Regions from separate parts of the Mus musculus genome. Here all the other regions are linked to region 3. A link is a contact called in public ChIA-PET, HiChIP or PLAC-seq and promoter capture Hi-C data. All regions are on one chromosome and are shown on one strand. The core of a region is the stretch at or near the end of the contact, and the rest is flanking DNA. Distances in the headings are between cores, read along the strand shown.

What was found. Promoter capture Hi-C pulls out the DNA fragments that hold promoters and counts their contacts. ChIA-PET counts read pairs in DNA pulled down with a chosen protein or histone mark. HiChIP or PLAC-seq counts read pairs in DNA pulled down with a chosen protein or histone mark.
Region 1: a contact with region 3 is called in an H3K4me3 HiChIP or PLAC-seq map of bone marrow-derived macrophages, with 4 times the contacts expected there. The contact joins the promoter of 1700110K17Rik here to the promoter of Hspa8 in region 3. A contact is called at or near these places in 7 of 39 promoter capture datasets (the 3T3-L1 cell line, 3T3-L1-derived adipocytes, the HPC-7 cell line and 3 more), 3 of 484 Hi-C or Micro-C datasets (cerebral cortex and pancreatic cancer cells), 12 of 115 datasets of contacts at active chromatin or transcription factors (bone marrow-derived dendritic cells, bone marrow-derived macrophages, effector CD8 T cells and 7 more) and 1 of 9 other capture datasets (liver).
Region 2: a contact with region 3 is called in an H3K4me3 HiChIP or PLAC-seq map of bone marrow-derived macrophages, with 8 times the contacts expected there. The contact joins the enhancer-like site here to the promoter of Hspa8 in region 3. A contact is called at or near these places in 24 of 39 promoter capture datasets (the 3T3-L1 cell line, 3T3-L1-derived adipocytes, the C10 cell line and 14 more), 1 of 15 datasets of contacts at CTCF or cohesin (pro-B cells), 14 of 484 Hi-C or Micro-C datasets (the CH12 cell line, the G1E-ER4 cell line, the HPC-5 cell line and 10 more), 16 of 115 datasets of contacts at active chromatin or transcription factors (acute myeloid leukemia, astrocytes, bone marrow-derived dendritic cells and 12 more) and 3 of 9 other capture datasets (adipose tissue, liver and pancreatic islet).
Region 4: a contact with region 3 is called in an RNA polymerase II ChIA-PET map of memory CD8 T cells, with 542 read pairs. The contact joins the enhancer-like site here to the promoter of Hspa8 in region 3. A contact is called at or near these places in 5 of 39 promoter capture datasets (the C10 cell line, the HPC-7 cell line, embryonic stem cells and 2 more), 2 of 484 Hi-C or Micro-C datasets (B cells and the G1E-ER4 cell line), 5 of 115 datasets of contacts at active chromatin or transcription factors (CD8 T cells, bone marrow-derived macrophages, effector CD8 T cells and 2 more) and 2 of 9 other capture datasets (liver and pancreatic islet).
Region 5: a contact with region 3 is called in a promoter capture Hi-C map of neutrophils, with 5 times the contacts expected there. The contact joins the promoter of Gramd1b here to the promoter of Hspa8 in region 3. A contact is called at or near these places in 9 of 39 promoter capture datasets (the C10 cell line, the HPC-7 cell line, HPC-7-derived erythroid cells and 5 more), 3 of 484 Hi-C or Micro-C datasets (Sertoli cells, pro-B cells and regulatory T cells), 10 of 115 datasets of contacts at active chromatin or transcription factors (bone marrow-derived dendritic cells, bone marrow-derived macrophages, effector CD8 T cells and 7 more) and 2 of 9 other capture datasets (adipose tissue and liver).
Region 6: an H3K4me3 HiChIP or PLAC-seq map of bone marrow-derived macrophages shows a contact between it and region 3, with 5 times the contacts expected there. The contact joins the enhancer-like site here to the promoter of Hspa8 in region 3. A contact is called at or near these places in 5 of 39 promoter capture datasets (cranial neural crest, embryonic stem cells, hippocampal neurons and 2 more), 2 of 484 Hi-C or Micro-C datasets (embryonic stem cells and memory CD8 T cells), 12 of 115 datasets of contacts at active chromatin or transcription factors (bone marrow-derived dendritic cells, bone marrow-derived macrophages, double positive thymocytes and 8 more) and 3 of 9 other capture datasets (adipose tissue, liver and pancreatic islet).
Region 7: a contact with region 3 is called in an RNA polymerase II ChIA-PET map of memory CD8 T cells, with 36 read pairs. The contact joins the enhancer-like site here to the promoter of Hspa8 in region 3. A contact is called at or near these places in 14 of 39 promoter capture datasets (the 3T3-L1 cell line, the C10 cell line, cranial neural crest and 8 more), 8 of 484 Hi-C or Micro-C datasets (CD4 T cells, Th1 cells, cerebral cortex and 5 more), 20 of 115 datasets of contacts at active chromatin or transcription factors (CD8 T cells, bone marrow-derived dendritic cells, bone marrow-derived macrophages and 14 more) and 1 of 9 other capture datasets (liver).

What each region holds. Positions count from the first base shown.
Region 1 is chr9:40,332,129-40,334,841 of GRCm38.p6, reverse strand. It overlaps 1700110K17Rik (RIKEN cDNA 1700110K17 gene), which reads right to left and starts at 1,370. Exons shown (of 3, transcript NR_040728.1): 1 at 1,255-1,370. Gramd1b (GRAM domain containing 1B) reads left to right here. Exons shown (of 20, transcript NM_172768.2): 3 at 1,187-1,397.
Region 2 is chr9:41,177,942-41,180,641 of GRCm38.p6, reverse strand. All of the region lies in intron 6 of Gm35657 (a long non-coding RNA gene), which reads right to left. Among named protein-coding and RNA genes, the nearest start is that of Gm35657, 21 kb to the right of the region's middle. Within about 2 kb of position 1,396, at least 19 of the 459 cell types and tissues checked have an H3K27ac peak or open chromatin away from gene starts, as enhancers often do. A contact at or near this core is called in Th17 cells and bone marrow-derived macrophages, where this site is marked.
Region 3 is chr9:40,799,896-40,802,595 of GRCm38.p6, reverse strand. It overlaps Hspa8 (heat shock protein 8), which reads right to left and starts at 1,320. Exons shown (of 9, transcript NM_031165.5): 1 at 1,248-1,320; 2 at 469-678; 3 at 1-178. The coding sequence starts at 673.
Region 4 is chr9:41,071,617-41,074,316 of GRCm38.p6, reverse strand. The region is part of intron 1 of Ubash3b (ubiquitin associated and SH3 domain containing, B); the gene reads left to right. Among named protein-coding and RNA genes, the nearest start is that of Crtam, 68 kb to the right of the region's middle. RefSeq lists an enhancer at 1-2,678. Within about 2 kb of position 1,351, at least 120 of the 459 cell types and tissues checked have an H3K27ac peak or open chromatin away from gene starts, as enhancers often do. A contact at or near this core is called in B cells, CD8 T cells, the G1E-ER4 cell line and 7 more, where this site is marked.
Region 5 is chr9:40,454,460-40,457,159 of GRCm38.p6, reverse strand. It overlaps Gramd1b (GRAM domain containing 1B), which reads left to right and starts at 1,396. Exons shown (of 20, transcript NM_172768.2): 1 at 1,396-1,866. The coding sequence starts at 1,490.
Region 6 is chr9:40,395,962-40,398,661 of GRCm38.p6, reverse strand. All of the region lies in intron 2 of Gramd1b (GRAM domain containing 1B), which reads left to right. Among named protein-coding and RNA genes, the nearest start is that of Gm51668, 20 kb to the left of the region's middle. Within about 2 kb of position 1,386, at least 137 of the 459 cell types and tissues checked have an H3K27ac peak or open chromatin away from gene starts, as enhancers often do. A contact at or near this core is called in bone marrow-derived macrophages, double positive thymocytes, embryonic basal ganglia and 5 more, where this site is marked.
Region 7 is chr9:40,422,339-40,425,038 of GRCm38.p6, reverse strand. All of the region lies in intron 1 of Gramd1b (GRAM domain containing 1B), which reads left to right. All of the region lies in intron 1 of Gm51668 (a long non-coding RNA gene), which reads right to left. Among named protein-coding and RNA genes, the nearest start is that of Gm51668, 6.7 kb to the right of the region's middle. Within about 2 kb of position 1,353, at least 87 of the 459 cell types and tissues checked have an H3K27ac peak or open chromatin away from gene starts, as enhancers often do. A contact at or near this core is called in CD8 T cells, Th1 cells, bone marrow-derived dendritic cells and 6 more, where this site is marked.

The sequences.
Region 1 (2,713 bases), core at 121-2,620, 470 kb after region 3:
CCAGAATGTGGTATGGCACAAAGGCTTCCTGAGTTAGTCTGGCTCCTGAGCAGGTGGGCAGGATCCTGCCCCTCCTGTCACCTTGGTCTGGGGCCATGTAATCTCCCAGGATGTCCCTTCCCATTTCCACTGTCTCTTTCTGAGGATTCTTCCCTCCCTGCCCAGCTCTTTGATTTCTCTGTTCTCTGAAAACAGAACAAACTGAGTTCATTCTTTCCTCTCCACCCTTTTCTCTTCACCTCTTCTATTCTATTGAAAACACAAGCTAAGTTTCGGTCTTTACTGTATTAACAGATTGAATGCCTCGGTATAACTGGATTTAGTGCCATGGGAAGTACAAGGAACTTTTTAGAGGTGAATTTTGGGTAGGAGGTATGAGAACAACCCCCCCCCCCCCCCGTAGACCAGCAACATAACTTACCAGGCTGCTATGAGTGACTTACATCTGTAGCAAACTCTGAGGCTAGCCCTGGGTCACTTTCTCCTCTCTATCTGGCATTTAGCTTCATCTTTTAAATGAAATGGAAGGATAGTGGCCGTTATTAACTCAACTGAATGTCCTGGCACATGGTACCTGTGCCAGCGAGATGGCCAAGCCAGTGTGGCCTGAGTTCATTCTGCAGGACTCACACTGTGGAAGGAGGAAACAGACTCTGGCAAGTTGCCCTCTGACATCCACAGGCATGCCCATGGTACATGCATGCCTGCACACATACATGCAAGATAAAATAACGTCGTAATTTGTAAAAGACATGCCTATGAAATAATATATATGTGAATGCTTTGAAAAGCGGAGTTGTTGTCACTATGGGCAAGTGTTGAAACAAAGCATGTATAAAATGAACTGGTGGCATTGAGAGATTCTTTCAGGGTCTAAATCATCTTCCCTAATAGCTTTCTACATGTAGTTAAAGCTCAAACAGGATTGGATGGGTGAATATTTAAATACTTGACTGCTTGTTTCTAGTCCCAGTTCCCTTTTCACACCGGCACTACTGCCCCCTGCTGGTCAGTAGCAGCATTACAGTGCAGCAAGTCCCTAGCTGGGTTGTCTCCTCAGCCTGTTGCCTGGGCTCCCTGAGCTGGCTCCTTTGCATGGGTCTGTGGCCGACCGTCACTCACAGCCTTCCTTCCTTCCTTCCTCTTCCCTCTCCATCTCATTCCCCGTCTCCATCTGCCCCTGCAGCACTGCCAGTAACTCCAACCGCAGCACGCCAGCCTGCTCTCCCATCCTCCGGAAGCGGTCCCGCTCACCAACACCACAGAACCAGGACGGAGACACCATGGTGGAGAAGGGCTCAGATCACTCCTCGGACAAGTCCCCGTCCACCCCGGAGCAGGGTGTGCAACGCAGTTGCTCCTCACAGTCTGGTCGGAGCGGTGGTAAAAATTCCAAGGTGAGCAGACGATGCTGGGGACTTGGCAGCCTTTGTTAGCTGGTCGCAGGAAGCTACTGGGTACTCATGTGACCGAACAGCCCCGTGTCTATGTGATGAAGTCAGGACAGGTCAGCGTCAGCAGGGGAGACTCTTGATGAATTGATTCCTGGTTAATCATTCAGGGAGGGTCCCGAGTCATGCGCCCCTTCTCCACCCCGCTCCCCATCTCTCGGTAAGCATCTAAGGAACTTCAAGACCCTTGAGATATGGAGGAAGCTCTGGTGAGCAGGAGGTGTCGCCTTTATAATCCTTCGTTAAATTTGGCCCTTTGAACTGGCAAAGGAACGTTATTTGGGACAAGTGTATTGCCAGGAAGAGCGAGTTCAGGGAAGCTTCCGGAGGGCTATTTTTAACCTCCTCCTTGGCCATCACCCCGCCTTACCTTTGTCCCAGCCCATGCCCTACTCATCTTGCAGAGAGGATAGTCACAGGACTTTTCCTTCCCTCTCAAGCTTGTCTTGGGCTCCTGATCCAAGGATTAGCATAGAGGCCTCCCTCACATGGTTAAGGTTCCCCAGAGTTCTCCTTCGATCCCCAGGCCTCTGGCAATCAAGAGGTGCCTCTACTCAGGTGCTCCTAAACCAACGGGAGTCGCAGGGCTTGAGAAAGGGGACCCCTCGGGAGGCTTGGGAGAAACCCCACTTGAACTTGTCTTTTGATTTCTTGTTCTTCCTCTTCTCCCCACTGTTTTCCAAACACCTTTGCATGCATGGTCTTAGTCTCACAAGCGCCTCTCAAAAGTAAGCCATCTTTTGTCTCTGTCTTTTAATCTCCCCTCTAGTATTGAATTGTCTGTAGTGCTCAGCATCCCTCCTTCTACCCCTGCCAATTCTGCCCATATGTCCTGCTTGGTCCCTTTCCCAGAAGGGCTGAACCCACTGTTCCCCACCCCCACCCCTTGGCAGGCTGGCTTGGAAGTCACTGAGGGACCACGCCCACTGCACCTGACAACAGAGAAAAGACTCCACCTCCCACCCCACTCCACCTGCACCCCATCCCCTTCCCGAGTCTGCCTGCTTCTCAAACACTACCACTAGTGGGAATGTGTCTCCCTCCTTGCGTGGCACTTTGTAAAACGCAGAGTCCTGCAGGAGGTAGTTCCGTCCCTGTGGGCGTGGAGCCTCCACTCAGTCACTCTGTTGTTTCATGTGACCCTTGGATGGGTAACGGTGGCCTCCCTGGCAGAAGTGAGGAAAGACCTTGATGAGATCTGCCTAGTTCATCTTTTCCTCCACCCCTGAGAGCTACCTGGCAGGGCACCCGCTGCGACTTGC
Region 2 (2,700 bases), core at 147-2,646, 380 kb before region 3:
ATTAGTTACACAGGAAACACTCAAAAGACTGAGACAGGAGGATTGCCACCAGCTTGAAAACAACGTAGGATTCTATAAGTAGACCAGGTCTCAAAACAAAACACAATCGGAGCTGGGGATGTAGCTCAGTTGGTAGAATGCTTTTAGAGCCTGCATGGGGTCCTGAGTTTGATCCCAGTACTGTTTAAAACCAACACGGTGGTACTTGCCAGTGATCTCACACTTCAGAGATGGAGCAGAAAAATAAAAAGTTCTAGGTCAGCCTCAGCTATGCAGTGAGTTCATACTCAGAGTTTGAGGCCAGCCTGGTCTTCTTGAGACCATCTCAAACAGACCCAAAAGAAGGAGTAGGAGAAAGAAGACGAGGAAGAGAAAGGAGGTTAAGGGAAAGGAGAGAAGGAAAGAGAGAAAGGATAGATGGATGGAATGAGACAGACAGACAGACAGATTCTGCACCTACAAGGCTTTTTAATAGTGTCTCTACTGATGAGGGCATGGACCCTGTGAACTACCTAACCACCACCTGCCAGACTCCACCTCCACGAACTGTTGCATTAGAAACTAACTTTCTACAATTAATCTTGGACAAAGTCTAAGTTTCCATGCAGCTACTAGAAACTAAATTTCTCACATGTTAGTATTTGAGAATACATTCAGACCACAGGAGGTCATATTCTCTGTCTCTCCCTCTTCCTCCCTCTGTCTCCCTCTGTCTCTGTCTCTTTCTCTGTCTCTCTCTCTGTCTCTCTCTCTCACACTCTCTCTCAAACACACACATAGACACACACACATACGCACACACACACACACACACACACACACACACACACACACACACCCCAGTTCCCTGTTTACCTTAGTTTAAGCTTAATACCTCCACTGGAGGCAGATGTAACGGTGCACACCTATAATCCAATGTTTGGAAGGCGGAGATAAGGGATCAATAGTTCAATCTCAGGCTTGCCTACATCACAAGACCCTGTTTCCAAAACAAAAGCCCCTACTGGGACAGCATACTCTTGGTAAGACTGGGGAGAAAGCTTCATCAAGACCTTTCTTACTTTGACTCATGAATGTCAAGTTATTATTTTCTCCAGTATTTGCATTTTTCATTCCCTTTACAGAAATAGCCTCCCTGGCTTTCTTGATCCCTTATGACCCTGTAGCTTTTACCATAGATATCATCCTTTCGGGAAATCATCCTTCATCCAAATGCCAGAATAGATGCCACAGACACTCTGCCCTTGGGTTCTCATAAAAGCAGGTCCTCTCGCTACTGCCATGCCTTTCCCTGCACTGTAGTTCCCCACGCTCTGTCTGTGTTCAACAGCACAGACACACATTTTGCAGGCAGCTGTGGTGAGTCACTGATCCCTGTACTGAACTGGAACTGAGAGTGTGAGGACAGGGGTGACGGGGTTAAGAAGGATCACATGACACAAGAGAGCCCCGAGTACTGTCAAGGACCATGACTTCACCTCAAAGCTGGCAAAAAAACAAAAACAAAAAAACATGAGGTCTTAGCTTGGCATGGATACAACTCCACTTACAAATGTGTGTGTGTGCTGTGTGTGTCTGTGTGTCTGTGTCCGTGACCGTGTCCGTGTCCGTGTCCGTGACCGTGTCCCTGTCCCTGTCCCTATCCCTGTCCCTGTCTGTCTGCGTCTGCGTCTGCGTCTGCGTCTCTGTCTCTGTGTCTCTGTCTGTGTCTGTCTGTGTCTGTGTCTGTGACTGTGTCTGTGTCTGTGTCTGTGTCTGTGTCGTCTGTGTCTGTGTCGTCTGTGTCGTCTGTGTCTGTGTGTCTGTGTCTGTGTCTGTGTCGTCTGTGTCTGTGTCTGTGTCTGTGACTGTGACTATGTCTGTGACTGTGTCTGTGTCTGTGTCTGTGTCTGTGTCTGTGTCTGTGTCTGTGTCTGTGTCTGTGTCTGTATGTGTACTAGAAGTTGAGCCTGGGATCTTGTACATACTAGACAACTATTCTCTGACTATCGAGCCTTGGCCTCTTTTTACTTTTTATTTTAAGGCAGGGTCTCGCTAGATTGCCTGAGTCCTGACCTCACTGTACCCCAGACGGGGCTTGAACTTGTGGTCCTCCTGCTTTAGCCTCCTCGAGTTGATATTACCAGCTTGAGCAATCAGGCCCTACTTAGGTCTATTTTTTATTTATTGGTTTATGCTTTTTGTTTCTTTGTTTGTTTCTTTGTTTGTTTGTTTTGAGACAGAGTTTCTCTGCCTAGCTCTAGATATCCTAGAACTCAATCTGTAGACCAGGCTGGCCTCAAACTCAGAGATCTGCCTGTTTCTGCTTCCAGAATCCTGAGGTCAAAGGTGTGTGCTACCACTGCCGGGCCTCGGGTCTCATTTTATAAAATGTCCTTTATCAGGGTCCGTGAGAGAGCTTGGTAGGTCACGGCACTTTCTGACAAATATGACAACCTGAGTCTGATCCCCAGGATCCACAGCTGTCAGGGTTGTTTTCTGACCTCTCCATGCATGCTCTAGCATGTGTGTACATGCAAAATAAACTTAAATGTAAAAGAATTTCAAAGAAAGAAAATGTACTCTACCTACAGAGGGTGAACAGAGAAAGCCGAGACTAGTTTATTCTCTGCCCCCATAGTCCACAGATCTCTTGGGGCCACTGCACATTCTAGATCTCTTCGGCTCTTTGGTTTCCTGTCCAGAGGACAGCCTTGGTCC
Region 3 (2,700 bases), core at 71-2,570:
TTCATCTTTGTCAGAACCATGGAGGACACTTCCTCTGGGTAGAAACTTTTTGTCTCCCCTTTGTATTCCACTTGGACCTTGGGCCTGCCTGCATCATTCACCACCATGAAGGGCCAGTGCTTCATATCAGACTGAACAACAGCATCATCAAACCTACGCCCGATCAGACGTTTGGCATCTGTAAAATATTAAACATACCTCATCACACTCCTTAGTGCCTATCACTGCAAAAAAAAAAAAAACCAAAAAAACAGAAAACAAAAACCTGCAGCACCCATCTAGATGGACGTAATCTCTAGTGCAGGAAGCCAAGGCCCATATTTAAAATCTTGTGGCCTTATATTGTCATATTTAAACAGTTGCAATCTCAGGCTGCAGTTATTAAGGCAGATCTGTTTCTACATTCCAAATGCCCTGCCCCCCAGCCCTTTTACTCATGCTAGTGGCACAAAGATGCTGGCGACTTACCAAAAACTGTGTTGGTGGGGTTCATTGCAACCTGATTCTTGGCCGCATCCCCAATTAATCTCTCTGTGTCCGTGAAAGCAACATAGCTTGGCGTGGTGCGGTTACCCTGGTCATTGGCAATAATTTCCACCTTTCCATGCTGGAAGACACCCACACAGGAGTAGGTGGTGCCGAGATCAATGCCAACTGCAGGTCCCTTAGACATGGTTGCTATTAGAAAAAAAAAGGAGGGGGGCTAAGCACTCGCTTTCCGGCTTTTATCCAGTCCGCAGTGGGTCTGGACTTGGTGACCCAGACCTATCACCTGAAGCCACGCGGCAGGCTCGTGGCAGCAGTGCTGCAGTATAGGTGGTCTGTGCCAAGCCTGGCACAGCCCGCCCAAGGCTCAAGGAACCATCTGTCCTAAAGGTCTGCGACAATGGTGGAGCACGTGGCCACCTCCGAGCGCCCCCCGAACCCCCCCCACCCGGACCGCGCACCGCGGGAGCCAGGATCCCCCTTTCCCACCTCGGGGGGCCCTGCCCTGTGGGCGCCGGGCAGAAGCCTTATATTTGAAGTCACAGACAGGATAAAAAGACCAGGGCGCCTGTGGCTCCCCTCCCCCGCCACGCGGAGCCACAAGGCCATGGCGGCGCCGCCCTGACTCAGCCCATCCTCCGGATCTGCTGCAGTCTCTGTCCCTGGTGGTGACGGCCTGAGCTGCAGCCGCCGCCTAAGAGACTCCCCGGGACTCCTGCACCACCCCGGACCCCCGCAAACCCCCGAGTCCCATGCCTCACCTTGTGTGTAGGCCCAGCTGCGCTGACGACGAGACCACACAAATGCCAGGCAGCTGCCTCCGCGTTCAATGAGACCGGTTTCCGCCCGCTTCCCTCTCTCTTATACCCTGTCTTAGAACCTTCCAGAAGGGTGCCGCCCCATCCCGCTGCCGATCATAGCTTCTTAGCCAATGGACGACCAGCCCTTGCCGACTGCACTAATGAAGAGCCAGAACGCTCGCCTAGGTCCCGCCTTCTCCCCGCCCCGCCTCGCGATGACGCACGACCGCGGCGTTCTGGAACTTTCACGCTCGCCCCCGCTCTGGGAACGGCCCGGGGGGAGCGGAGAAGGCGGGGCGCCGGGAGCCCGCGCGCGGGAGTCCTCTGTCACTCAGAGCTGCTGGGGGAGGGGAGAGGGTCGCCGGCGAGTGCGCGTGCGCGACCCGGCAGCGCAGGCGGGAGGGGGCGGAAGGATGCCCTGGGAGGAAGGCGGGTACCTCCGCGACGGACCAATGAGAGCAGCGTTCGGCCGGATCCCTACCTCTTGGGACCCCGGGCTGCCTGAGAGAAGAGCCTGAGGGAGGGGGAGTCCGGGAAGAGAAGACGGAAGTGGGGCGAGGACAAAATGGCTGCGAAGGTTGTTGCGCCCCTCCCCCACACGACCCTCGGTCCTTCTCCCTGAGCCCGGCGGTTTCCCGGCCTCGGGCTTGGTCCACCCCAGCCTGAGACTAAGGAGCACTGCTAGGCTTCTTGTTTCGTGCTGCCAGCTTGTGGGAGGCTAAGCCGCCGCGCTATCTCGCTGGCTTTCCCCACCCCTCACCCCCCACAAAATGGGACACCTCGATTCCCCCCCCCCCCAGTGCGGAGGCTCGATCTGCCTGGCTCGCCACATGTCCCCAGGATCGTTTGTGATCCTCTATCAAAGAAATGGCCCAGTCCTCTCTGCTTACCCCTGAGCCGAACGCCCCTCCCCACCTCCGCTGTCCCACAGGGGACAGCGTGACCTCTGTCCCCTCTCTGCTCCACCAGACTCATCAGTTAATGGAATAAATGTACGAAAGATAAATGTTTTTTGTCCCTTTGTGGGTGAGCTAGGCACTGGCATTCCTGGTTTCCGGCAGCCCCGTGTCCTTGATAGAGTGATCGCGACCTTTTTATTTTCAGTAACATGAGGTAATGTCTCTCCTGACTTGACTTTTACCAAAAATTAAACGCCCGGCCGCGCTGAGTCCTTGAAAACGTGACTGAGCCAATGGCCGGAGCGAGTGCTTAGACTCTGAAACCGCAGTGCCTGGAGGCTGGGCGTTCCGGGCCTCGTCACACCCGGCTCTCTAGCACTTTCCACGCGTCCTTTCAAATAGGCAGGGAGTGCAGCTCTTTATTAGTTAGATAGGTTGTCTTTTTATTTTTTAAAGAATACTGTTGTGGCGTTTAAATTGGAAGGTCTCCAGACCACGTGAGGAAGGCTAGCGGA
Region 4 (2,700 bases), core at 102-2,601, 270 kb before region 3:
AAAAGAGAAAGGAAGAAAGGAAGGGAGGGAGGGAGGGAAAGAGGAAGGGAGGGAGAAAGGAAGGGAGAGAGAGAGAGAAAGAGAGAGAGAGAGAGAGAGAGAAAGAAAGAAAGAAAGAAAGAAAGAAAGAAAGAAAGAAAGAAAGAAAGAAAGAAAGAAAGAAAGAAAGAAAGAAAGAAAGAAAGAAGAAAAGTAAAGCTTTGGGAAGGGTATTCATGTGTCATCATGCCATTTTCTATAAGAGACCTCTACATCTATTTTAATATGTGTATATGGGATGGGGGATGGGGGTCCCAGAACCAGAAGTCTTTGGGAGAAACCAACTGGGTTGCAACTGAGAAAGCAACTGGACGATCAGACCGTGTCACGTGACTAGTGTGTCACGTGACTCGGAGAGACTATCTGGTCCCCTCTACAGTGAAGGACCAGAGCAAGGCCGATGGCTGTCACCCACGAAGAAGGGGCTTGGTGTGGCTGTTTTATCTAGCACTCAGTATTGTAAGCATGCCTCTTGCTTTGGTATCTGGCCCCAGGTCCCAGTGAGGATTCCTCCCTCCCCCTCCTTCCCTGCAGCCATGCCTCGGTTTTATCTACTCATTTCAGCTCTAGATGGAGGAAACCACAGCCCCACTTCCTCCCTCTGCGGGTAAAAGAGACTCCCAGCACAGAAAAACACATAAGGTAGTAGAAGTGGAAAGGGCCCGAGAGAACTCCATGAGCCCCTTTCATTTCCTATAAGCTCGGGGAGGGTGGAGGACATGCCAGAGGTCATGTAATGGTTGCTGGGACTAGAGCCTGGCTGTCCCTCCAGCATCAACCTTCTATCCACCTGCCCAGGAGCCCATCAAAGGGATGGCGAAAGGATACAGGGTGCAGCCGACAACGCAGATCCTCAAGTCTGAGGTCACTGCATACTGTGCCTTGGCTTCCCTTGACCTTGAAGATGTGTCACCCCATCCCCACGCCCCGACCCCCACAATTCCCAGCTCTGTGCAATGGGGAGTATACATGATGTGATCCGATCGCTTCTGCATCTGGGAGGGCATCACTGAAGCCACAGCGAGATTAATGTAAGTTAATACCTGCTGTCAGCCTCCAAGTGCACACTGCCATGATTCTTAATACTTTAGCTGGAGGACTGCAGCCATTCTGTCCCCATCTCAGCTTCTCCACTTCCCACCTGATCCAAGGAATAAGACTCTGATAACTCGGAGAGCCATCGGGCTTTTGACTTGTCACCTGTTGTGGGGCGGACCTAAACACGGGAAGACATTGTAAAGGAGAGAGAAGATTGGGCTTTGAGTGGGGAGGGGAGAGGACCATGAAGGAGGGGGGACAAGCTCACACCCTCTGCTGCGTTCACCAACGAGGTTCCAGCCCAGGCCTGGTTATCTCTCCCTCCCACTCACTGGGGATGCTGTATCAGTGAAAAAGGAAGTAAAGCAGGGGAAGTGACTCATTAGGATCCTCCCCTAACCCACCCACCCACTCACCCCCACCCCCACCCCCACCCTCAGACAGAAGTGTATTTTGTCAACTCAGACTCAAGGTCCTATCTGTGTGAGCCTGGTTGAATTATATTCAGGAGAGAGGGGGAGGGGTTAGGGAGGAAGGGAGGGATGAAGAGAAGCAAGGAGAAATAGGGGAGGGAAGAAGGAGAAGAAGGAGACAGAAAGAGGGAGAGGGGGAGAGGGAGAGAACGAGCTGGTAGAGCCATAGACCACGGGTTTGCCTCTGCTTCCCTTCTGGTATTCATAGGCTGATTTAACTGTGAGTACTCCAGGGTCCTGGAGTTCATTGTGGAGTCTTGTATCTGAACACCACAGTGACCCCGTTGCTTTTATCACAGAGGATGCTGGACATGGCGTTCTGGGGCAATTCGTGAACTGGTTAAGGAGGAAGAAGGATTAAGTTAGGACCAAAGGAATCAGGCCCCATGTAGGCATGAGCAGTACCACATGTTGGCCTGACAGGAATCAAGGCTGACCACATTTGGAGGCAGCATTTGAATGTAGCAATCAGAAAAGGCTATGGGGAAATTTCTTGAGAGCATCTGACCTTGAAGTACATGCAGAGCCACCCAGAACTGTCAGACCCTCCCCTTCCTACTCCAGAAACAAGAGACCACATTTTGGTAGCAGAGCCAGTGGCTAGCTGAAACTTCCACATGTAAGCTAACACACACCCTGTCTCTGTCTCTCTGTCTCTCTGTCTGCCTGTCTGTCTGTCTGTCTCTCTCCCTGTTTCCTTATCTTTCCTTTTTTTTTTTAACCTTACCCAGACATAGTGGTCCATACTTGTAGTACCAGCACTTGAGGCAGGAGAATTGCTAGATTGAGGCCAGCTGCATAGTAAAACTCTGTCTTAATTTTTAAATTTTATTTATTTATTTTATTATATGAGTACACCATTGCTCTCTGCAGGGACACCAGAAGATGGCATCATATCCCATTACAGATGTTTGTGAGCTACCATGTGGTTGCTGGGAATTGAACTCTGGACCTCTGGAAGAGCAGTCAGTGCTCTTAACCGCTGAGCCATCTCTCCAGCCCCAAGACTGTCTTTAAAAACAAACCAATAACTATTTTTTTCTAGTGATCAAATGGTTCCCTACATTTAAAATTTGTTTTTATTTATTTTTTCAATTAATTAAGATGTATGTGCATGCATTGGTGTGTGGTATGGGGTGTGTGTGTGTGT
Region 5 (2,700 bases), core at 147-2,646, 350 kb after region 3:
AAACTTGTACCCCAGCAAGCTCAGTCCAACACAGAATGTCTTCCTAAAGCAGATCACTTCTACATCCCACCTCTCAGGGTTCACCTGCCTCTAGCACACTGATATACTTGGCAGGACTAGTCCATATTTCTGTTCAGAGGTCTGAGGCCACAGTAAACGGTGTGACCCAACCCATTCCCCAGCAAGATGAAGCAGCATCACACAGTCTCAGGAATGTCCAAGGATGCACTTGACTCCCTGGAGTCTCTGAGGGTGGTGCACCGGCTAACTTCTCTCAGCCTCTTTGCCTTTCACTTATAATCGGGCTATAGTTTTGGCCAGGCCACACACCATGTATCCAGTATCTTTCCCTTAATGGTCCTGTGTGTCCTGTGTCTTTCCACCCTATCGTGTGTCTTTGTGTCCGTGTCTGGTGTCCTCAGCTTATTCTACAGAACTGTCTTTTCTTCCCAGCTTGCCATTTTGGAAGCAGCCTCCAGGAACTTTCCATTTTCCTTCTGATTATGTATGCCCTGTCTTCCTGGTCAGCACTCCAAACAACTCGGAGAACGCGCATTTCTTAGGAGAGAGATTTGGCTGAAAAGTCACCCAGTTTTCCTTCAACCCTGTATCTTGGGTGGTCTGCGAGGGAGGGCTAAATCCATTGATTCCCCTCCCCCAGGGGAAAAAAAAACAGGGAGTTTGCTAACCAGAGCTGCTTAGCCAATCGTTGCCTTGAGAAAGTTTGGATTGTGCTCCTATTTCATTAGGCTGATTGGAGCAGCCTTGACTCGGAGGTATAGTCCCTCCCCAAGGGATTCCGTGTACAGTTACAAGGCTGTCGCTGGCTGTCGCTGCCTGTGCGTGTCCTTTCAGGCTAGCAACCCACTCCCTCCTCAGCCCCCACCCCCCTCCACCTACTCCACCTTTTTTTGTTTTTATCTAGTGTCTCCCTTGCTCTCTCTCTCTCTCTCTCTCTCTTTCCTCTCCCTCCTACCACCGCCTCTTCTTCCAGTCCTCCACTCTCCTGCAGCGCCAAGCCGGCTCCCCAACGCAGTCGGCTGAACGCAAACCACTGAGAGTTTGCTGCGCAGTTCCCTGGGGTCCGGGGCCGCCGAGTCCCGCTAAGGCAAAGACACCGGCAGAGAGAGCAAGCGAGCAAGCGGGCGCAGCGGAAGACAAACACACGGGCACGCGAAGGGGAGCCCCAGGAGGGCAGCCGGGTGGCAAAGCTTGGCAGGCGACTGTCACTGCGTCCCGGGTCGCCTCTTCCCTCGTCGGACTGAGCGAGGAAGCGCGCTTCTTAAAGTTCTAGACCGCAGGAGGCGGCGTCCCCTTCAGTCCCCTCCTCGCGGCGCTCCAGGAAAAGGAACTTGATCTACTGGCAGGCTCGAGCCTCCCGCTGAACGTGAGAGGGGATAGTGCCACGGGCCCCAGGGTAGGGAGCCGAGAGAGGAAGCCTCGAGCCAGGCTGCAGGCGGAGGGCACGGAGCAGCGGCCAGGGACCCCGATGCCGGCGGCCAACATGATGGAGAACCTGCAGCTGCCCGCCCTGCAGGTGCCAGAACCTCAGGGCGCACCCGAGGGCAGCGCGGTGTGGTCCAGCTCGTCCACCCCCACGCTTCGCCGCCGGCGCTTTAAGATGCGCCGGATGAAGAACGTGCAGGAGCAGAGCCTGGAGGCGGGGTTGGTAGCCCCGGACCTACCCGGCGTCCTGGCCCCCGGCAAGGAGTTCCTGCAACTGCCGTCCATTGAGATTACGCCCTCCAGCGACGAGGACACCCCGTGGTCCAACTGCTCCACACCCAGTGCGTCCCCGCGCCGAAAACGCTTCCTGCTCCGCAAGTGGCTGAGGGTGAGGGAGCGGAAAGAATGCAGTGAAAGCAGGTAGGTTCCAGTTTCTCTCCAGCAGTCTTCCCCTGAACCTCTCGCCCCTCCCCAGGGCGGTCTAGGACCCTAGGGCATTCTGGTGGAAACTTCCGGGATCAAAGAAGGAGCTTATCGCGTCACCTTGGCGTCTTCAGGCACTGCCAGGGCACCAGGGCTACCACACAGCCTAGAACTAGGGACTTTACATTACTTGATGTGTTTGACATAGGTTCATGCTGCGTTTCATTTCTTGACCCTCACAGCAAAATGGCCAATACAGTGTTATCTTTTATTATCTCTTAAGCCCTTACTGTGCGCAGACTACTGTCTGTGGTGAGGGCTTCACCTGAGGATGGAATTTGGAGAAATTAGGTAGATAGTATTAGGCTATGATTCCATTGTACAGGTGGAGGTGTCGGGAGACTAGTGACAGAAGTTTAAGTGACGCCTCCACATGGACTTCCGAATCCCATTTCACTTTTTGTCATTTTCTTTTTCCTACACTACCCTGCTGGTACAGGTCCATGTTGCCTATGGAGAGGTGACGTATTCACATTTTCTACCACATCACGGACACATCTCACGATCGATCACCGTGCCAGCTTCAGTTTTGCTAGGGAGATGTTTGCTGTTCACATTCAAGAACTAGCATGAAGCTCACAGGGTAATGTGTGTGTGTGTTGCTTCAGGAAGTTGCCCATGGTGGCATGGAGTCCCCGCTACTCATGGATACCATGTCCCCTCTTCAATTTACTTCTGGACTCGGGGTATGACCATTAGCAGAGGTCTGTACTATTAGAGGGGGCGGGGTGTTGCTGTTATTGCTGCTGGTGGTAACTAATGGGAGTTCAT
Region 6 (2,700 bases), core at 137-2,636, 400 kb after region 3:
AACTTCTTCCACTCTAAGCCCCCACTTCTCCAGAGAGCAGCTCACTTTTGCAAGTCTGATTTGAACCTGACCTGTGCAGGGGTGGTTCTCACATCTCTGGCTTTTCCCAAGACAGCATCTCTCTGTCCCCAGCTCTCTGGTGCTCCATCTTATCCTCCCGTGGTCATTCCCACCCTGCCTTTAGTCACTTGCTCTCCTTTTCCCTTCATGCTCAACCGGGTCCACGTTTCTGATTGCCTTGTAGATTACGGTGTTAGGGTTTTTTTTTTTGGGGGGGGGTGTCGTCTCATGTAGCCCAGGCTGGCTTCTGACTCACTATGTAGCCAAGGATGTCTTTTAATATCTTATCCTTCTGCCTCCACCTCCACACTCCTGGCTGGCCTTGAACTCACGCCATTCCATCTCGGCCTTCTGAGTGATGGGAATATAGACCCGTGCCGTGTGTGGCCTTCTGTTTGAGCCCAGGTCCAGCTTTCTCTTAGTGTCTAGCGTCATTGATGTTCCCCGGTAGCATCCTTGGTACACATTCTTTCTCCTAGTCTTATTCTATTGACTCTTTTGTTTGCTGCACTGCTTTCATGTCTCTGTTTAGCCTCATCAACAGCTCTGGGTTTCCCTGCTGCGTACCTGCCCTTATGGTGAATTCTGGGAGAGACTTGGAATGTACACCCTGGGGTGAGGGGTTGCTTGGCAAAGGGGAAGACTACCATTGAATAACAAATGAACACAGACACAAACTCTGACTTAGTATTTCTTTGCCAGACACGAATCCAAGCCCTTTACAGTGTTTTCTGGCTTTACAAATGCTTTAGTTTTGTAACATCCCTGACTTATAGATAAGGAAATGGGGACACAGTCAGGCCAAGCAATTTACCCAATGTTACACAGAGGTGAATGGTTGAGTTAGAATTTAAGTCTCAGCCTTTCCTTATGCTCAGTGCTTTGCTGAAGGTTGATGGCTAACAAGCAAAGGATGAGAAAGTCACTCATGCAGATATACACTTGCAAGGGAACGCCTGCTGCCCTTGCTCTCTTCCTGTTTGTCCTTCCAAAGAACCCATCTTTTATAACCAGAGAGTCTACTAGAGAGCTAAGACTCCTCATTTTTTCAAGTTCCTTACAGTTCTGTGAGTCTTTCCCAGTCTCATTGCCTTCTTTTCAGTTTCCCACAGCACCCAGAAGCTAGAGAGAAGGGATTTGACCTTTTTAGAAAAGACATCTGATTGTAGATTTATAATCTTGGTACAGAAATCAAAATGCAGTTGTATACTCTGAAAGCAGTGCAAACATGGCTGCCAAATGCCTGCTGCTCAGAACTACAACTCCCAGAATGCAGTGCTGGGGAAGTTTCTCTGACCAGGGTTTGAAACAACCACACTGGCTTCCTTGTAGTCCAACCTCCCAAGCGGCTGCTGCTGCTGCTGCTGCCATGAAGGCTCTTCTAGCAGAAGCAGGTGCAGTGTTCTGCCTCAGATCTGTGCTCAGGGAGTTGGAGACTGGATTTCTCACATCACCTTCCACTCGGCTGTCAAAACCTGACCTTCTCAAAGCCTTCTGGGTCTTTATCACTTCCTCTCCTTAACTTGGTGCTTAAGTGCAGTGATTAAGCAGCTACCTAAGGTAGAGTGATTAGTATGAATAATTGCCCCAGACAGAGAATATTGTAAAGGAGTGTTTCTCTCTTGCCCCTTCGCTAACTTATTAGGCGAAGTGAAATGGGTTGGAGAACAGGGAGCCTCAGGTCTCTAGTTTCAAAAGCAAGCGTATAGGCTGGAGGGTTATTTCATAAGGAATCTCTCACGTCCTTTTTGCTAAGTAGAAGAGGTATGAATCCAATGGCCCCTGCAGCAGCTGTTTCTACCCTTTTAAATATCATTTTCTGGCCTGGCGGTGGTGGTGCATGCTTTTAATCCTAGCACTTGGGAGGCAGAGGCAGGCAGATTTCTGAGATCGAGGCCAGCCAGGGCTACAAAGTGAGTTCTAGGACAGCCAGGGCTATACAGAGAACTCTGTCTTGAAAAAAAAAAGACCTATATATATATATATATATATATATAGTTTTTTTTGTTTCTTTTTTTTTCTCAGAATATTCTTTGTACTCTGAAATATATACCTCCCCAACCATTGCAGGTTGTCTGTTCTGTACCAAATTACATTATGTCTGAGGCTGGTGGGTTCAAGGCCTGAACTGCCTTAGGCTTCTGTTGATGCTCTCTCAACACTGCTGACACAAGTTCACCTTCCAGGGATGTGTGCCAGGTTTTGGTTGTTTGATCTATTGAGTCAGAGCTTGCCAAGTAGCCCCAGTTAGCCTGGAACTCACTATGTAGATCAGCGAGGCTCAAAGTGTGTGCAGTTGCTCCTGTCTCTGCCTTGTGAGTACACAAGGGATTACAGGTGTATACCACCTTCCTTACCTGGTGATAGTTCCTTAAGAACTGAGTAGGTAGATGGATTGAGTCATCGGAGAGACTAGGCAGACTCCAGTTATCAAGGAATTGGTCTCTGTGCGATTTTGATGAAATAGAATGTCCTCTTTGGTAGGCACCAGCTTTCTGCCTTCTGTCTGCACATTTGATTGTCAGCCCAGGCACAGAGAGAGGATTGAAGGCCACACGATAGTCAGAGGGAACTTGTCAGGCTTCTGAGTAAAGAGGACAGTGCGATATCTGTGGTGTGGCACAGTCCCCATGCTCTTGG
Region 7 (2,700 bases), core at 104-2,603, 380 kb after region 3:
GTCATCCCTCTGACCTCCACTTGTCTGCCACACAAAAGTATTTTGTGACATACACCAAATAAATACAAATATAATTTAAAAGATGATATGAGCCTGGAAAGAGACATGCCTAGAGTTGCTTGCTTTATTTATTCATTGTTTGTTTGTTGTTTTGCTTTGTTTTGGAAACAAGGTTTCATTATGTAGCTCTGGCTGTCCTGGAACTCATTATGTAGACCAGGCTGGCCTTGAACTCACAGAGAGCCACTTGACTCTGCCTGTTAGAATTCTTTAATGTGCCACTATGCCTACCCGGCCTGTTTGTTTGTTTGTTTGTTTGTTTGTTTTGAAAAGCTGCTTTAGAAGGTCATAGGAAGCACTCAGAGCATATTTGTGTTCTGTGGTGGAGTGATGTCAGCTGGTGAGAGCTCATTATATTTGTCATTTCCCAATGCTAATTTCAGTGACATGAGAAACCAGCCATGGTGAAAGTGTTTACACCACAGAAATTAGCAAATGATCCAAATCAGTGAATCTCGTCTGGTTTGCGAACATTTATTAGTGGAGTAAAAGAGACAAAAGTCTATCTTAATAGAGTGGGGCTCAGTCATTTGCAAACCGGAGTTTTGCCTCTTCAAAAACCAAACAATCAAAACCAAACCAAAGAAGCGATAACATATGCCATTCAGGTCATACTTGGGACCCGGTGGGTCAGAAGCCAGCATGAGTAAGGAGTTAGGAAATGATTTTTCAAACAGTCTCCAATTGATACAGCCAGAAAAGGCAACAGGAAGTGATCAGGAACATATAGCCTCCCCATACCTGCCTGTATTAGCCTACTTCCTCTGTCGAGTTTCTTATCCACTTTTCCAAAAAGTAACAATGGCCAGGAAGGAAGTGTTCAAAACATGGGCCTCAGGAAACATTTCATATGTAAACCACAATACAAGACAACCCATCTTGCATTTCTTTGAATTTTCTCAATCTGTGGTGGTTGGGAAGGGTTAATTGATGTTGTTTTCAAGTTCTGCATGGTAGTTAGGTGTCATTGACTAGAAACACAACATGTATGTACATTAATTAGAACCAAGTAATGTGTGTGTCTTTCAAACATGGCAGCTGTGGAAACAGTTTAAGGATTTTTGTTGGCAAGAAGCTAGGGTGTTGTTTGGAGCAGACAAACGGTGCTTGTATGTTGTCTTCTACTCCCGTGAGAGAAAACAGATGGAAAAGCAACTTGACCTCCTCTTTCAGATTAGGGAACCTCAGGATCAGTGTGTTTGTCTCAAATGAAGGTTGTGAGGTGGCGTATTGTGGCTTCTACTTGCTTTCATTTTGAGCCTTTCCTGTGTGAGCGTACTAGCTGAGATGAGCAAGGGCTTTTCTACAGGAGGGCGCACAGGATGTTAACAGCAGGAAGTAGAGAGATACTTGTGGGGGCAAGGTTTATGAGGCCTGCTGTCCAGAGTCTTGACCAATCCTCGAAGACTCCAGGTTCTGAGAAGGGACTTGGTTGACCGCATTACTTCCTGAGTGAAAGATTCACTTCTGAGTGACCTGGTTAATTTGCATTTAGTCTTTCAAGAGTGCCTAAGATTCACTGTGAAGCCAAGTAGTGGCTGAGGCCAAAGCTGCTCCTATGATGGTAGAAACTAGGGGGAAAGCCGTGTGCTGCTTCAGCTAAGAACAACGGAAGGGAATTGGAGCTGAGACAAACTCTCTTGCCCCTTTCTCAGAACCCATCCCAGGAATGCAATGGGGTGAGTATAATTCTTTTAATTGGTGGGATCAGAGGTCTAGAATTCTTTTTGTTGTTTGTTTGTTTTGTTTGTTTTTTTTGCAACAGGGTTTCTCTGTGTAGTCCTGGCTGTCCTGAAACTCACTCTGTAGACCAGGCTGGCCTCAAACTCAGAAATCCACCTGCCTCTGCTTCCCAAGTGCTGGGATTAAAGGTGTGGGCCACCACGCCCGGCTAGAGGTCTAGAATTTTATTGTGGCTGAAGAGTTCTTTGATCTTTGTAAAATAATAATAATAACAACACAGCACAAGGCATTGAATAGAATATTTCTTCTTTCCTCAGCCATAGTCCAATTCTCTGTGTTTGGAGTAGCATGTATTGTGATTGGCATGGAGATCTGAAACTCATACCATTCGATAGGAAGAGCAAACAGTGGGCAGGCTCAGCCTACTGCCAAGTTTTGCTCCTGGTGTGTACTTGAAGAGCCTCAGTCCTCCCTGCCACCCTCTGATGAACGTCCTGCTAAGTACGAAGCACAGCTCCTGCCCTTTCATGATGGAGCTCTAGGTCATGCCTTTGGCATGTGTGTAGGACAGCGGAGGGTTGGCAGTAGGAGGCAGCGGGTGGTTGTTGTGATGGCCTCTTTGTTTCCGTCTCATTCTGATTGGCACCACCAGATCTCAGCATTGGTGCTTCTGTTCTTGAAGCAACAGTCGCAGATGGCCCCTTCTGTGCCCTGGAATGTTGAGTGGGATCCTTTCAACCCTGGTATCAGGAAAACGTGGAGGGACAAGGAGGCAAGTACCCAACCTATGTTGATTTGAAAGCACTCAAAAAAAGGAGTCTTTCTGAACGGGCTGGTGGGATAAGCGTGCCCTTTCACCACCCGGCAGTGTTAGGCACTTAAAATGGAAAGAAATGACAATTAAAATGGGCCTTTCACTTTCAAATGATTATTAGTTATAGTAGAAGATACAGTGAA